2 separate regions of the Mus musculus genome follow, and region 1 is linked to region 2. The links are chromatin contacts, called in public HiChIP or PLAC-seq maps. All regions are on one chromosome and are shown on one strand. The core of a region is the stretch at or near the end of the contact, and the rest is flanking DNA. Distances in the headings are between cores, read along the strand shown.

What was found. HiChIP or PLAC-seq counts read pairs in DNA pulled down with a chosen protein or histone mark.
Region 1: a contact with region 2 is called in a FOXA1 HiChIP or PLAC-seq map of pancreatic cancer cells. The contact joins two enhancer-like sites. A contact is called at or near these places in 3 of 39 promoter capture datasets (the 3T3-L1 cell line, the C10 cell line and cranial neural crest) and 2 of 115 datasets of contacts at active chromatin or transcription factors (acute myeloid leukemia and pancreatic cancer cells).

What each region holds. Positions count from the first base shown.
Region 1 is chr1:88,661,098-88,664,207 of GRCm38.p6, forward strand. No RefSeq gene overlaps it. Among named protein-coding and RNA genes, the nearest start is that of Arl4c, 40 kb to the right of the region's middle. Within about 2 kb of position 1,809, at least 45 of the 459 cell types and tissues checked have an H3K27ac peak or open chromatin away from gene starts, as enhancers often do. A contact at or near this core is called in pancreatic cancer cells, where this site is marked.
Region 2 is chr1:88,392,291-88,395,446 of GRCm38.p6, forward strand. No RefSeq gene overlaps it. Among named protein-coding and RNA genes, the nearest start is that of Spp2, 13 kb to the right of the region's middle. Within about 2 kb of position 1,556, at least 6 of the 459 cell types and tissues checked have an H3K27ac peak or open chromatin away from gene starts, as enhancers often do. A contact at or near this core is called in pancreatic cancer cells, where this site is marked.

The DNA.
Region 1 (3,110 bases), core at 559-3,058, 270 kb after region 2:
TTCTAGGACAGCCAGGGCTACACAGAGAAACACTGTCTTTCAAAACCAAAAACCAAAAACAAAACAAACAAAAAAACCACCCCATTTTTATTTATTTTCTCTCTCTCCCCCTCCCCCTCCCCCTCCCTCTCTGTGTATTGATTGATAAGGGGTCAGAAGCAGATATTGAATGGGTTTCTTGGAACTAGAGCTATAGAAGGTTGTGTGCTGCCCGTGGGTACTAGGAATCGAATCTGGGTCCTCTGGAAGAGCAGCAAGTGCTCTTAACCACAGAGCCATCTCTCTGGTACCATCATGCAGTTCTTAAATGCAACCACAAAGTCCTTACGAAAGAGAGGTGGGTGGATTTAACAGATGAAGATGGTGATGAGCTCATAGTGGCAGAAATGGGTGTTGTCAGAAGTCAAGGAATTTCAAATCCTCTAGAAGCTGAATGAGGCACAGAATGGGTTCTTCCCTATAGCTATAGGAGAGAGGGTAGCACTGTCTGTGCCTTGATTTAGGCCCAGTGAAATGGATTTTTGACTCTTGGCCTCCAGAGCTGTTAAGAAAATAACTTGCTATTGCTTTTTACCAGTAGTCTGGTGATTCTAACAGCCACAGGAAACAAATACAATTGACCCTCTCTGATGATTAGTCTTGATTGACAACTCAATAGGATTTAGAATCTAAATGGAAACCAACCTCTGAGTGTTTCTGTGAGGGAGTCTCTAAGTTAGGTTAGTGGAGGTAGAAGGGATCCTCTGTAAATGTGGGCCGCACTGTTCCGTGAGCTGGGGTCCCTGACTGAAGAGAGAAGGGAACAGGGCTTCGGCATTCATATCTCTTTGGCTGTGAATGGAACGGGACTAGCTGCCTCTCTATCCTACCGTTATGCCTTCTGCAGCCATGGTGGACCATAGCCCTTTGAATTGTGAGCCAGAATAAACCTCTCCTTCCCTAGGTCGTTCTTGTCTGCTATTTTGTCACAGCAAGAAGAGAAGTAGCCAATACAGCCTTCTAGACAATCCTTAAGATGTGAGAAAAAAATCACATCTGACGTGGACAGGAAGCAATTTCCAGGATTGCAGATCCCAATCTGAGATATTCTCAAAGGCCTCACTGAGCCTCTGAAAAGGTCCTATCTGCTGCTGTTAGCATATCTATACTGCAGCCATGATTTCAAGCCATGTTCCTTACTGTAGATATCCTCCACCTAGAGTACTTTAGGAAGACCTTGTCATACTCTTTAATTTTCCAGAAACCTTGGATGGTCCAACTAAGCAGATCTGAGGTAACATGGCTAGTGGCTGCAGGGGTGGGGGCTCGAGTTTCTGGTTATGTATAATCCAGGAATCTGTTTATAATTGTATAAGACCTCTGTCCATCCCATCTCTGTATCAGAAACACAAGCAGATCTATTTAATGTTGATGTTTGAGGTTCAGAAAACAGTAAACCAGAATATCATGGAATTCCCTGAAGCCCAGTTTTCCGGGATAAAATGCATGAAACTGGAAGCTGGAGGTAGACCAGATGATCTGCTAGATCTGTGTGCCTCATCTGTTTAGGACCTCCAGGGCTTCTTTAAGCATCCTTGGAAAAAAATGAGACAGTGCATATAGACTAAACTCAACCGTCATCCTGACCTACACACATCTGCTCTCTGGTGCTTCCATCTCCTCTTTCCCTTACAGACATAAGAGTGTTCCAGAAAATCAAACTGCCAAACCGAAGAAGCCTACTATCGAGACTATATTCTGATGCATTGGATTGCCATCACCTCTCATTAGCAGCAAAACTTATGGCTTGGTCTTCCAGCTAACACTCCCTGCCCCGGTCCCGTGCCCATTAGCAGTCCAGAGTGCATGAATCACTATACAAACAGTTCATGCCCCTGTACCACTGCAAGCTAAACAAATTCTTTCCATGTGAGCCTTAATGTTAAAAAAAAAAAAAGAAAAAAAGAAAAAGATATGCAGGAAAGAAAGATCATTTTGAAAAGAACTCCAGAAAGAAAAGGAAATGAGAGTCGTGTTGGCCATGTGCTAGAAGGGCCTGGCCAGACTTCCTTCCTTCATGATTGCTGCTGTGGCTGCCTCTTAGGAAGGGCTCTCCGTGAAAGGCTGCAGGGTCAGTGCAGAGGCAGGAGTAGCAGAATGTGCTAGAATGTGGCCAAGGACAGAAAGCATGAAAATGAAGTAAAAGATGCAAAAGATGCTGTATGGAACAGTGAGCTCCTTGTCTGTAATCCCAGCTCACTAGTGGCTGAGGGAAATCAGGAGTTCAAGGCCAGCCTGAGCTACATGTTAAACTATTCACAAAGCTTCAGCCAGAACTATCAATTAGGTGCCGAGGCTAGCAATAGGAAAAAGGCAGGGTTCAGCTCAGAAGGCGGGCCAAGGAAACATCAAGGTGGAGAGAGCTTGTCCAACTGACTTAAAATAGGTTTTCCCTGCTAAAGGCAGGTAGGGTTGAGATATCCCTAAACTATCCACAGGATTCTTTCTGCAGCTGAGCCCTGCAGGTCCCAAAGAACAAATGCACAGAAGAGACTGACACAAGTTTGGTCAGAGGCCATATGCCAGGGCGAGGAGAAACTCCTCTTTTTCCTTTTTAAATTGACACCCCTCCCTCTCTTCCATTTCTATCCTTCTGGCATCTAACTTTCTATTTCCCGAGGTGTTGAGTGTGTCCTGAGTGGCCGAAAATCCAGAGCAGGATGTTCAAGACCCATGAGTAGGACTGTGGCCTGTGAGTCAAACCTTTGGGAAGTCATAGCTATTCCCTGACTTCTCATATTTCCAGGATCTGAGCTTGCCTATCTCTGGACCTTCTTACCTCCGCTCAACCCTGCCTTCTCTCTCCTCCCACCTTCTGAACAGAAGCTAGCTCTACCCTTCTGGGCTCCCAGGTTGGCCCTCTCTATTCTTAATCCAGTCCCACAGAAAAGTTGCTTAACAGTTAGCCTATTATTTCTTTTTCGGATTGTGGCTGGGGTGCAGACAATCTTTACAGTACAGTGAGTTGTTTAGCAGAGTCTTTTCTTTGAGAAAGTTACATTTGCAGCCACTCAGTCATTAGAAATGTGAAGAAATGCCATCTTGATATATAGAGGAACCATGATGACTAG
Region 2 (3,156 bases), core at 306-2,805:
TAGATGTCCCTGGTCTGGGCTATCATTCTGAGACATGTTGATGTCTGACGGCTTTGCAGAACGGGCTCCACTCCTCACCTGAGCATTGTGGGAGAGCTGGCCCTTGGGAGTATGAGAGTGGGTAAACTGGCCCTGCCTCTAGCCAGCTGTAGTACTCGGAGTATGGCCCACACACTGAGAGTGAGATAGCCCCCAGGATGCAAGCATAAGCCCTGCTGTTTGTCTCCTGTATGGTGACATGGATGAGAGAGAGAGATAACCCTTTCCCCTGCCTTCCTTCTCACCACCTGCAGCAGGCAACAGACCTGGCCCTGAGATCATTAGAGCAGACGAGTTCTGTCTGTCCCTTACCAGCTGTAGCATTCGAGAGTGCAGGCACTGCACCTTGCCAGGGCACAACAGTAGAGCTGATCTTGGCAGTAGATGGGTGTGTGTGTGTGTGTGTGTGTGTGTGTGTGTGTGTGTGTGTGTGTGTGAAACTGAGTGTGTGAGCTTAGGAGATCTGGCTCCACAACTTGTCTGCCTTGCAGTGACGTGGGTGGGTGAGTGGGAGTATCACCCCTGAGTCCATACCATCTATGGCAGGCAGGAGAATTGGCCCGAGGTCATCAAAGCAGGAGGGCTGTCCCTGCCTCTCAGTTGCTATAGCTCTCTGGAGAGCAGGCCCTGCATCTCACTTGAAGAGCACAGTAGAGCTGGCCCTGTATAGGGTTGCAGGTGAGCCAATACCATGGGTGTGAGTATGGGAGAACCGGCCCTGCCTCTTGTCTACTGGACAGTGGTGCAGATGAGGGATGTGGGAGAGACACCCTCCTCTTCTCCTTCACCCCTCACTATCTATGGTGGGCAGGAAAGACAGTCCCAGGGTCATAAGAGTGGGAGAATTGACCATGTCCTTCACCAACTACAACACTCAGGAGAGTGGGTCCTGCGTCTCACTGGGGCAACAGAGCAGAGCTGGCCTTGGTTGCAGGGGTTGGTGGTGGTGAGATGCCCTGAGGGCATGATAATAGAAGAGCCTTTGAGCTGACCAGCTCATATACCTCTCAGATCCAAGGTTTTGAAAGGGCTCATCCCAACATGTACCCCATCAGTGAACGGCTGGAGTGCATGAAGGGGCTGGTCCTACAGGTTCAAAACTACAGGATCTCCATGACACAGGGCAACAACAGTGAATCCGAGAGGAGTCCCAGCGAGGGTCCAGTATTGATAGACTAGCAGAAGCCAGAGGCCTCACACCAGACAGATGAGTCATTGCGATGAACATTTGCAAACAAAGAAGTGTGGACAAAAGGGTGAACTGTGGGACACACTGTGACACACCACAGCTTCCACAGAAAGAATTTTTTCTCTGTTCGGGGGAAGGTTTCAAGGGTAGAGGGCAGGTATGAGGGGAGGGGGAGATGAGTGGGATTAGGTGCATAGTGTGAAATTCACAACGAACCAATTAAAAGTAGAAGGAAAAAAACAAAACCAAAACCAAAGACAGTATCCAGATCTGGGCTGAATTAAGGCTCAGGCAAGAGTACTTGCCCAGTATGTCCAGTATGCATGAGATCCCAGGTTGGCCTCTACCACTGCATTCATACATGCACAGCACACGCAGATCAGGAGAGCACACAGAATTTTCTAGAACATGGCCACGTTGTGCCAGGCAATGAGGTCCTACCTATGTCTGCATCATGCTGAGAGACATGTCCCTAGGACTCAGGGTGGAGGCTGACTTCTCCTCATCAGTGGATCACCACTGATTGCACCCAGTGTCCTAATTCATGGTATTGGGGATTCAGTAGCCCTGCCTTATCTCTGTAGGCTCATTGTGTGACATCCCCTGCCTATCTCACTTCAGGGCAGCTGCCTGGGCATAAAAATCATGGTAGTTGCCTTAGAGTCCTCTTGCCCTATGCTCAGTAGCATGTCCTCCTAGGAGGAGCTGACCACTACCCACGCAAGTGCTCCATACCCTGGGAAGACCAAGCTGCTAGTGCTGCACTACCTCCTTGTAGATTTCCCTCTCCTTTGTTTCATATCTTGGGGGATCTTCTAGAAGAAACTGTAGAGACTCTCTCAGTGATGGGGCAAGTTGCCTTCACTGGGAGCTTCTCTGATGAGGAGATCATGCAAGTAGCCTGTGTTGATTTTCTTGTCTGTAGAATGGCCTCCTTTCCTTGGAGGGGTGAGAAGATTAGATGAGGTAGCCTGGGAGGCTCTGAAATCTCAGCATGGCACTTTGTGCATAGCTCATGTCCCCATTCCTTACTTCTATCAGCCTTTACTATCCCTCCTACCTGAAGTCTCTGACCCCCCCCCACACACACACACACACAAAACCCTGCATGCTTCTGCCAGAGTCCAACTTTAGAGTCACTCCCTCCAAGCAGCCTGTCTTGAGAACTTCTGCCTGCAGAGCAGCCTCTGGTACCTCTGTCTTGTGGAACCTCCCTAATGCCTTTACTCATGGTACCCATACCTCATGCTAAATGAAAACTTCAGCACCTTGACAGACCTATAACCCATTCCCCATCTGCCGTCCTGGTTGGGAGGCTGTGGTTATTGGTCCTCAATATATTCTGTTTAGACTGCCCCTCCCCCTGGAGGGCTGTGGAGTTCTTGAGGGAGAGCCATCATCCAGCTGGCTTGTTCTGTTCTTTCTGTATGGACACTGCAGGCACCCAGTAAGGATTGCGTGCTTGAACAGCACCATTCTTCAGCATGCCCTGGGATGCCCCCAGGCCCTTGTTCCTTCTCTCTCTCTCTCTCTCTCTCTCTCTCTCTCTCTCTCTCTCTCTCTCTCTCTCTCTCTCTCTCTCTCTCTCCCTCCCTCCCTCCCTTCTTCCCTCTTGCCTACTTGAAATATTTCTTAGCACATCCTATTTCCTTGTGTTTCCAGTCCATGAGTTCTTCCTCACATGAGGATGGAAGCAAGTCTGTGGATTTGATGACAACCCTGCCAGCCTGTCTGTGAGCTTTGTGATCACTGTGGATGGTCATGTGGTAAGGTTCTCTAGAACCAATGGAAAGTGTCTTTGGAATGGGATTTATTAAACTGAGAAGCCCCACAATAGGTTTGCAGTTTCACCCAGAGTCCTATCTTAGGAACCAGGGTTGAGAGGGCTCAAGTTCCAGTCTAGGGGCCAGGAGAGGTCAATGTTGAAG